Regions from separate parts of the Zea mays genome. Here region 1 is linked to region 2. A link is a contact called in public Hi-C data. All regions are on one chromosome and are shown on one strand. Each heading gives the region's core, a stretch centred on a gene start, on an enhancer-like site or on the middle of the called end of the contact. The rest is flanking DNA. Distances are from core to core; before and after follow the strand shown.

Region 1 (5,081 bases), core at 1,425-3,924, 160 kb after region 2:
AACTTATAAAAGCAATGCTCAGCCTCAGCCTTTATTCCATTGATTAGCCTTACACTACATGAACTCCCACCTTTGGTGAGTTCATGCCACATTATTCCCCACGACTTGTTGAGCTATGAACGTATGTGAGCTCACTCTTGCTGTCTCACACCCCCCCACAGGAGAAGAGCAGGTGGTCGAAGAGGAGCCGCCTAACACTGAGGAGTTCGATCTGATCTAGGTGGCGTGTCTCGGTCGACATTGGCGCCGACGATCCTTAGTTCGTTTTATGTTTACACTTTTATTTTGTAATAAGTCTTCCGCTATGTAATAAATACTCTGATGATTTATGACATTTATCTCTATACACTCTGTTATTATATATGTTGTCTTCTTGGCGCATGTATGAGATGCACCCGGCTTTGTCCTTTAAAACCGGGTGTTACACATTGCCAGAGAATTGTGGTCAAGATTTTCCGATAGTCCAATACGCGGATGACACTCTGCTGATTTTGGAAGCTTGCCCTAGACAGCTATTCTTTCTAAGAGCTGTCCTGAACTCTTTTGCTTTTTCAACGGGGTTGAAGGTGAACTACAACAAATCAAGTATGTACCCCATCAACGTCAGTCCTGCTAAAATGGCGATCCTTGCTGGAACTCTTAACTGTCAGATAGGTTCAATGCCCTTTACCTATCTGGGTGTCCCGCTGGGTCTTTCAAAACCTAAAATATGCCACTTTTTACCACTCATTCAGAGGGTTCAAAAGCGACTTTCATGCACTTCTGCCCTCCTCTCCCAGGCTGGCAGGCTTGAGCTTGTTAACTCGGTTTTTTTCAGCTCTCCCGACTTTTTTGATGTGTACGCTGAAAATCCCGGTGACCACGGTTAAGAAGATTGATTCCTATCGGAAACACTGTCTCTGGAGGGGGAACGACGTCAATTCAAAGAAACCTGCGCTAGCTGCCTGGAGCATGATTACCCAGACAAAAAAAATGGGGGCCTGGGAGTGGTAAGACTAGAGACTCACAATAAAGCCTTGCTCCTGAAGTTTTTACACAAGTTCTTCAACAGTCACGATATTCCCTGGGTTAACTTGGTTTGGAGCAACTATTACAGGACAACCAGGATGCCTGGTTGCTCAAAAATTGGCTCCTTTTGGTGGAAAAGCTTACTTACGTTTGTCCAAGATTACAAGGGTCTGGCTGCTCCAAAAATTGGAGATGGAAGAACCATTCTTTTCTGGGAAGATATGTGGAATTCGGGCATCCCGGCTAATCAATTCCCTGAGTTATTTTCCTTCGCCCGCAATAGCAAACTGTCCATCAAAGAGGCTCTCCAAAAAGAGCAACTTATTGAAATTTTCCAGCTTCCTCTGTCGGTTCAAGCTCATGAACAATTTTTAGACTTAGACGCAACCTGGGGCCAAATCATGGTAAACAACACAAATGATACTTGGAAACTCATTTGGGGAGCAGACATTTTCTCTACAAAAAAACGTATAAGCATTTGATGGGTCAGGCCCAGGTTCACCAGATCTTCGGATCGCTTTGGAAAAACAAGTGTCAACCAAAGCATAAGGTCTTTTTTGGCTTTGGCTAAAAAACAGACTCAATACAAGAGATATGCTGAAAAGGAAGAATATGAACCTCGAGTCCTACACTTGTGAGAACTGCATCTGGCAAAACGAAGGAACTCTTTACCATCTTTTCCTCAAGTGTAACTTTGCAAAGGCTTGCTGGACTTCTATTGGTTTGACGTCTCCCAGAATTGCTAATCCTGAGGCCGCTGCAGTAAACCTAATGCAACAACTCAATGTTCCATTCTCTATGGAAATTGTCATTCTCATGAACTGGAGCATTTAGAAAACCCGTAATGCATGGCTTTTTCAGAATAAAGCCCCGACTGTGCAACATTGCAAAAATGAGTTTGCAAGGGAACTTCATCTTGTCATGCTGAGGGCTAAAGGCCGTTTTGATTCGACAATTCCTGCATGGCTTTAGCTTTGGCAATAGACTTCGTCTCTTTTCCTTTTTCCCTTTGTAGTTAGGTTGTTTTATCCTTTGTAATCTTCTTTTCTGTCTGCTTCTAACTCTGTTATTTTAAAGTTTTAATAAAAATTTTCAGTAGGGGCTCGCCCCTCCTATCTTATAAAAAAAATGTAGTAAGCGCCTATTTGTCTTTTCAAAAGTCAGCCTTTTTCCTGAATGTGGCAAATATGAAAAATGAAATGCATGGATTCCATCCGGTAAACATTTCCAAAGGAGGAAGGTGGCGGCCACTGTCAGAGCCCAATGGCACTTCAGCAATTCGATGCATTGCATTTGCATTTGCATTCATCTCCTCGGTCGGCAGTCGGCAGCGCAACACACACACGACACGAGAGAGAACAGAAAAGGCAAAGGCCAAGACAAACACTGCCACTGGCCCACTGCCCACTGACATGCATGCTAGTTGCGCCATGCAGCAGCAGGAGGCTAACTAGGAAACAAAACAAGACAAGCTAGCATAGCACCACACATGCATTGCATTGCCATTGGCGTTTGGCGGCCCTGGCCTGGCCTGGCCTCCCTCTGCTGCTGAGTTGTGAGCTACTGAGCTGTGACAACCACCAGCGGCCGCGCGCTCTCCTCATCGCTTGCGTCACCGGCGTCCTCGCCCCAGCATAAACAGGCGGCATCGCGCCCACCTCTCCCCACGACCACATCATCACTCGCTCGTCTCCGCAGCCATCGACCTCACTCACTAGCTAGCGCTAGCTTCCAGCAGCAGCAGCCTTGTCGTGCAACAGCAGCACCAGGACCAGGCTACCACCAGTTAGCTGCTGCCTGCTGGGGACCTGGGGTACGGTTGTTGTTGTTCCGTGACTCTCGTCGCACAACACAATGCCGGCCATGGTAGAGGAGGGGCTCGTCAGGCGGGCGGCGCCCGAGCCGCACTTCCTGGTGGTGACCTTCCCGGCGCAGGGCCACATCAACCCGGCGCGCCACCTCGCGCGCCGCCTGCTACGCGCCACGGGGGCGCGGGTCACCGTCTGCACGGCCGTGTCCGCGCTCCGCAAGATGTTCCCGGGCGCCGAGGCAGACGCGGAGGAGGGCCACCGCGACGGCGCGGGGGTGCGGTACGTGCCCTACTCCGACGGCTACGACGACGGCTTCGACGGCGCCGTGCACGACGCCACGCGCTACATGGACCAGGTCAAGGTCGTGGGGTCCCGCACGCTGGGGGACGTCCTGGCCCGCCTCCGCGGCGCGGGCAGGCCCGCCACGCTCGTCGTGTACACGCTGCTGCTGTCGTGGGTGGCCGACGTGGCGCGCGCCCACGCCGTGCCCGCCGCGCTCTACTGGATCCAGCCGGCCACCGTGCTCGCCGTCTACCTGCACTTCTTCCGCGCCACGGGCGGCGTCGACGCGGCCGTCGCCGCGGCGGGCGGCGACCCGTGGGCGGGCGTCCGGTTCCCGGGCCTCCCGCCGCTCCGCGTCCGCGACCTGCCGTCGTTCATCGTCTCCACCTCCGAGGACGACCCCTACGCGTTCGTCGCCGACGCGTTCCGCGAGCTCGTCGGGCGGCTGGACGGCGGCGAGGACAGCCCCAGCGTGCTGGCCAACACGTTCGACGCCGTGGAGCCCGAGGCGGTGGCGTCGCTGCGGGAGCACGGCGTGGACGTGGTCCCCGTCGGCCCCGTCCTCTCCTTCCTGGACGACGACGCGGCGGCCGGCGGCAACAACGACCTGTTCACGCAGGACGGCAAGGGCTACCTCGAGTGGCTGGACGCACAGGCGCCGGGCTCCGTGGTGTACATCTCGTTCGGGAGCCTGTCGGTGATGCGCAGGCGGCAGATCGAGGAGGTGGCGCGGGGGATGTCCGAGAGCGGCCGCCCGTTCCTGTGGGTGCTGCGGGAGGACAACCGCAGAAGCGAGGGCGCCGACGCCGACGCCGCGACGCTGGCCGGCGGCGGGCGCGGCATGGTGGTGGGGTGGTGCGACCAGGTGCGGGTGTTGTCGCACCCGGCCGTGGGCTGCTTCGTCACGCACTGCGGCTGGAACTCCACGCTGGAGAGCACGGCGTGCGGCGTCCCCGTCGTGTGCGTGCCGCAGTGGACGGACCAGGGCACCAACGCGTGGCTGGTGGAGAGGATCGGGACCGGCGTCAGGGCCGCCGTCAGCGACAAGGACGGGGTGCTGGAGGCCGGCGAGCTGCGGAGGTGTATCGACCTCGCTACCTCCGACATGGTGCGCGCCAAGGCCGCCGTGTGGAGGGAGAAGGCGCGCGCCGCCGCGTCGAAGGGCGGCTCGTCGGAGAGGAACCTCAAGGCGTTCGTCGCCAAGCAGATCGCCGGCGGGAATAACTAGGCCGTCAGCTCTCGTGCGGTCGACATAGGTTATGGGACTCGATCTACAACTGTACTTAATTAATTGTTGCTCTAAGCGCATGTGCAAGTGCAAACATGTGTGTCAACGTGATAATATTGATATTCTCTGCAGGTGTGTGTCTACGTGATAATTTATATAATTCTCACTTAATATTATGAGTCCATGTGAAGTGAACTGCTGGCATCACGTGAATAACGGAACCAGGGAGCAGTCACTGTCTCACTTGAAAAGCACATTTTGTTTGAACTAGGCCAGCTCTAGACGCGACCATAAGAGACCAGGTAGTTTAGGCCGGGTCTCTTTGGAACATAGAACAATCATCGATACGTAGGACCAGGCAAACATATGTCGCAGCACCTACAGGGATCGAGAAAACATGGAAATTTTTAAGAAAGTGTTTGTAAGTTTATTGGATGCAAAATATTTGGAGAACACACAAGGAATCGAAAATATATCTAAGAGGTTGTTGGACCTCATGTTCAAGTTCCTCCAGAATTCCAATGAGTACTATATGTTGACCACAATAAAATTTCCGACGGCTTAGGTCATCGAACACAACCTATGAGCCATCGGAAATAGATTATTTATGACCCAGAGGGGTCATGTGGCACTGCTCCCACTGACCCACGATATGCCATGTGCTCCTTCTAGAATATGCAATGTCGTAAAGGCATCACAGTGCAACAACAGGACCATAACCCTCCGTAAAGCGCCACTTCCCTAGCCGCTGT
Region 2 (5,052 bases), core at 1,884-4,383:
GGGCCCGGGCTCGCTGCCAGTGCCGGCGTCGGCGTCGGCGTCGTCGAGCGCCGCCCGGCGCTTCGTCGGCTCTGTCTCCGCGAGCGAGATCGAGCAGTCGGAGGACTACACCCGCATCATCGCGCGCGGCCCCAACCCCAAGACGACGCACATCTTCGGCGACTGCATCCTGGAGCCCCGTACGGTCGGGTGCGGTGACAGCAAGGCCGTGGAGTCGGGGGAAGGAGGCGCCGGGTGCTACTTCGTGGTCAAGCGCGCCGCCCCGGGCGCCGGTGACTTCCTCAGCTCCTGCTTCGCGTGCAAGAAGAAGCTTGAAGGCAACGACATTTACATCTACCGGTATGCCATTATTATCTTATCTATTCTAACCTGACGATTCCTTCAGTGCGTCGATAGGGTCGTCATCACATTTGGGGGAGCATTTCAGTTAAAAGAGAAGAGATTGAGATACTGGCTATCATCGGCATGAGGCCAGCATTGATCTGAACGAAGTATAACCGCACCCAACTGATCCGTGCATTGTTGGTCTGACAGCAGTGCAGATTCTTTTTCGGCGGAGGAAATAAAATTGTTAAACTTCCTAAGAATGAACAGAACAGATGATGCCGATGGAATATTAAACCGAGCTAGTAGACAACATCATGAATTATTACTAAATTCCATCGGTTTTTATTAAAGGCGGGGTCCAAACCGATCGAGCCATGATTAGCTGCACAGTCCGATAGCACTGGCCCATCCATCCTCCCACTCAACCATCCTACCGAACCGAGTAACTGTTCTTGGCATCGTGTGATGAACTTATGATTCATAATATCTCTTAACGATTCTGGTTGCGTGGCTTTGCATTGCATTGCAGCGGGGAGAAGGCGTTCTGCAGCGCCAATTGCCGGGACCAGGAGATCCAGCTGGAGGAGGAAGCCGAGAACAACACGAGCAGCGGCTCCCCTGGGTCCTCCTCCTCCTCCTCGTCGTCCTCCAACGACGACATCTTCATGGCCGGCATGGTGGTCGCGACGTGACCTCCACCCACCGGCCCACCACCGCGCCGTTTCGCCGCCGCAGGCGTTTTTTTCCATCCCTCCTCCAAGTACGACAGTGGGACAGGCGATCCTAGCCGATCTCGTTCACGGTTCAGTGCGCATCGCCGCCGTCGTCGTCACCAGTCTGTTGCTTTTGGTTCAGCAAACTGTACTACGTGATGGAGGAGCCGAGAAGGAAGAAAACGGTGAAATGCTCTGCTGTGCTCATGGTGGGTCATTGTCGCCAGTCGTCCTGGGAACCTGCGGAAGATCTGCATTATTTTTTTTTTCAGAAAGAAAGAGAGAGGAGAGAGGAGGTCGCCTGCCACTGTAGTTCTGATCCAAAGGCTGCCGGCCGGGCAGTGGTGGTGCCCCCGCCATCCCTTTCCTCGCTCGCTTTTCTTCCTACTCGTAGCAGCAGTGTCTGTCCGGTGTCTGCGCATCGCATTGCGTTGCCACAGCTACTGTCTTCTGAGATAATGACATCGAGCTGCTTTGAGTCATTTCCATCGCTCTTTTGATCTTTTCCTCTGTGCAGCGGTGGTGCTTGAGCTGGAAGGACCTGGGAGAAAGGGCATGCGATGATGGGTTTGCTAACTGAATGATGACTGATGGGGTGCCATACGTATTGCAGCCTTTATCGTCGTTACTGTCAGTCCATCCTAAGCTGGTGTTAAAAATCTGAAAGAACAAGTTCCCATTATTACTGGCGAGGGCAGTGACGCACACCGAATCTCTCTCGCCCTCACTGATGAAAAGCGGCCAGGTGCAGGTAGCGTTGCTGAAATCCATGGTGGAGTCACGGATCCCATCCAAATGGGCTCTGCTGACTGGCACAACAGAGCAGGCGTTGTACGTTAGGACCAAATCGGGAGGCAGGCGCGGCTCGTATCGAATTCAGAGCCGCCGGCCCAGGTCCTCACCAGGCGATTTCGAAACTCCGCCTCCGAGACAGAGGAAGAAACCGGAGCCAGCGGACGGATTTGGCGCAGCAGCATTTCAACTGGATCCTGCAACTGCATGTGCAAAAAAAAAGTCTATCGAACTAGCTCTTACAACAAGATTGATACTATTTTTTTACAGATTCATGAGTAGCGTATAGCCCATGCTAACGCTATAATCTTAAAAAGAAAAGTGATCAACAATAGCGACGATGCGAGTGAAGGGAGGGAAAGGGGACGGCGGGGTCGCGTGGCGGAGGATAAAATAATAATTTGGTATAGCCGACAAAAGAAAAACAGAGAAAAAGATGTTGTGCAAGCTCTAAACTCGAACTTAGAACATGTTTATTGCAACCATTATGCACTTACCACTACACTAAAATGCATTTTAGGTATGACTGTAGCCATAATCGGTCATAATGAGAGCTCCGCCACTGCGGGAGAGAGGGTCTGAGAGTGATGACCGATGATCCAAATAATATCGTCTATTAAATTTGAGTGAGCAAGAGAGGAGATTATTCAGCGATCTGAATTATTAGTTTTGATGGCGTGTTAAGTCTGATTATAATTTGTTTGATAGATTTAGTGTAAGCTATGAGTGTGAGAGTGATTTAGTTGGATAAGTTTTATAAAGTTTAAACTGGTGTATTATATAGTGGTATGTGGTATAGATATCAATCATATAGTGGTTGGTTACAAGTCGAACTAAACCATTTGGTAGAGCTGCAAACACACTATGAGGCCCAAGACCAAATACGAGACCTAACAGATAGAGACAGCCGCATGAGTTGGGCCTTTTCAAGCTAAAGCCCGTAAGCCCAACACTAGGAAACCCCCACGGCTCTAGTGGGCTGGGCCCCATTCAGCCACGTGGCCGAATCCCACACCCACACTCCGGATCAGCCTGCTCGTCGGACCTGTCCCCCTCACCGACCGCACGAAATCCCGGAAGAAGCCCTTGCGATACAGCCACCCAAGGCCAAAACATCGTCCTCCAGCCACGACATAAACCTCCTGCAGGGTGCATTTGCCATTTACCGTCTCGCCACTCTTTTATGCACAAGGCCGGTGGCTCTCCACTCGCTAACACCCCAAATTACCCTCGGCATCGCGCGCCACGTGATTTCGTGCGAATAGTAATTAGTAAAGGCTAGAGGGTAGAAGAGTAATTACATGCCTCAAAAAATGTCCTTTCTCCGGTGGCGATCCACCACCTGCTCGCGTACTCGCAGCGTGCGCTTTTGCCTCCGTCTCCGTCGGGATGGCTGGCCCCTAATCCGCGCCTTCACCGCCACAGCGGCACAGCCTGAGCCACTTCCAGTTCCACTGCCTCGCCCGAAACTCCGAACGCGCTAGCACGCTGGAGGTGAGCGCCGGGACTGTGAGCTAGCTAGGGCTTCGCTTCTCCGGCGCGGGATGGGCTACCTCGTGCTCTCGCCGTCACCGTCGCCGTCTCCGCCGCACGCCTTCCAATACGCCTCCTCGTCGTCGTCGTCGTCGTCCTCCTCCTCGGGCGCTACCTCCTGCCGTCGCCGCACGCGGAGAGGCGGGGCCTTCGTCGTTGCGTCGGCCGCCTCGCCGCTCGATGGCGGTCTCTCTCCCGCTGCGACGGCGGCCGACGCCTACGTGCTGGCGCGGCGGGTGGTGCTCCTCGGCGCCTCGGCCATACCATTCGTCAGCCTCGGTGAAGCTGCTGCCGCGCCCACGCCCGTGGCCGTGGACCTCGTCAAGGGTTAGTGTCTAACTGTCTATCCTATTCACTGCCAGTGCTGGTGTAAATTTTGGTTTATCAATTCGCACTCAGTCGTCCGCTCGTCCGTCATACTTGGGTTCTGGTCACGCTGTGGAGTAATTGCGAGCGAAATCCGTATGCAATTCTGTGGATTGATGTTAACAGACGTCAATTGTTCTGCAATATAGGAGCGTGAGAGTATCAAGGTGACACATCGTTTCTGTAGAGGACATTCCTATTACATATGTAGTGCTGCATTGCGGCCTTATATAGGAATGCATCAGTTGTTTGTGCTTGGCTCAAATGTGCATCTGCCGACTAGAATAATGAGAATTTGCAACTATTTTGTTGAGAGTTTGAGACAGTGGGTGCAAGAATATAGAATACACTAGGTATTGAATCCATCTAGGATTATGAGCTAAGCAACTCTGATGTTAGGGGCAGGCATGCTTTTCCTTTTTGGAGCAGGTCAGCAGGCATGCATGTATGAAGAAGAATTAGTAGATGGTAAAACCGTTCCCAGAGTTGAGTTTGCTTCTAAAAAAATCAAACTTTCAATCAACTTTATGTCAGATTATACACGTCAAAACCCATTAGCTCCTCAATGGTTGCTGTCCTGAGTGTTGGCACTTGTGAGCATTAATCATACTGATGAGAGAACTAAAATTTTGAAGTTTATGTAATAAAATACTTATACAAAATGGTGGTCTTGCTGTTGATAAGTCAACAATTTAAATCCTATCGTTCAAAAACCTGAACCCTATAACAATTGCAGAGTAGATGTTGCACATTAGATATATGTGTGCTTGATGTTGCTTTGTTCTTAGATGGAATGTATCCTGTAATTAACTGCAATGGAATGTTTTAAAGCAACATGATTTTTAGTGGGAATCTATGCTAATTCTAGAAAGGTTTCAAATGGTTTCTAATAGTTATATCGGTATCCAGGCCCTAGTTTTTTATGTTATTGACAACAGGTGTTGCAGGAAATTTGTGAAACACAAACACACAGTCTTGAATTAGTGTATGACTGTTTTCCTTGGAGTTCAATATTCTGGTGAAAAAAATCTAGAATTGGAATAGTGTACTAATTATCCACATAAATGTTCCTAGTGGTATTTGAGTTTGTTTACATCACATGACCAGATGTCGCCTTTTCTCAATTTCCCGCAGTTTATGGCATGTTTTTATCCGAAGGGTTTGTTAGAAGAAAGGGGATTGATGCCCCAAGGGTAAATCATGAAGCTGAGAATTGCTACGAAACTTTCAAGATCGGACGTAATTCCATCATCTGTAGACCTAAGGAGGATAAGATTGATGGTTAGAACTTCCACCTTATGTGTAGTATGTGTGAAAGATA

The links. A called contact is a pair of places that touch in the nucleus more often than the background predicts.
Region 1: a contact with region 2 is called in a Hi-C map of tassel, with 4 times the contacts expected there. The contact joins the promoter of LOC103649667 here to the promoter of LOC103651743 in region 2. A contact is called at or near these places in 5 of 25 Hi-C or Micro-C datasets (bundle sheath, leaf, leaf mesophyll and 1 more).

What each region holds. Positions count from the first base shown.
Region 1 is chr3:9,541,458-9,546,538 of Zm-B73-REFERENCE-NAM-5.0, forward strand. LOC103649667 (cyanidin 3-O-rutinoside 5-O-glucosyltransferase-like) reads left to right here and starts at 2,675. Exons shown (of 1, transcript NM_001346927.1): 1 at 2,675-4,458. The coding sequence starts at 2,863. The coding sequence ends at 4,329. It overlaps LOC100383188, which reads right to left. Exons shown (of 5, transcript XM_035966145.1): 5 at 4,863-5,081.
Region 2 is chr3:9,381,996-9,387,047 of Zm-B73-REFERENCE-NAM-5.0, forward strand. It overlaps LOC103651743 (MAR-binding filament-like protein 1), which reads left to right and starts at 3,134. Exons shown (of 3, transcript XM_020550091.3): 1 at 3,134-3,692. The coding sequence starts at 3,377. It overlaps LOC103643065 (FCS-Like Zinc finger 10), which reads left to right. Exons shown (of 2, transcript XM_008666227.4): 1 at 1-339; 2 at 857-1,526. The coding sequence ends at 1,019.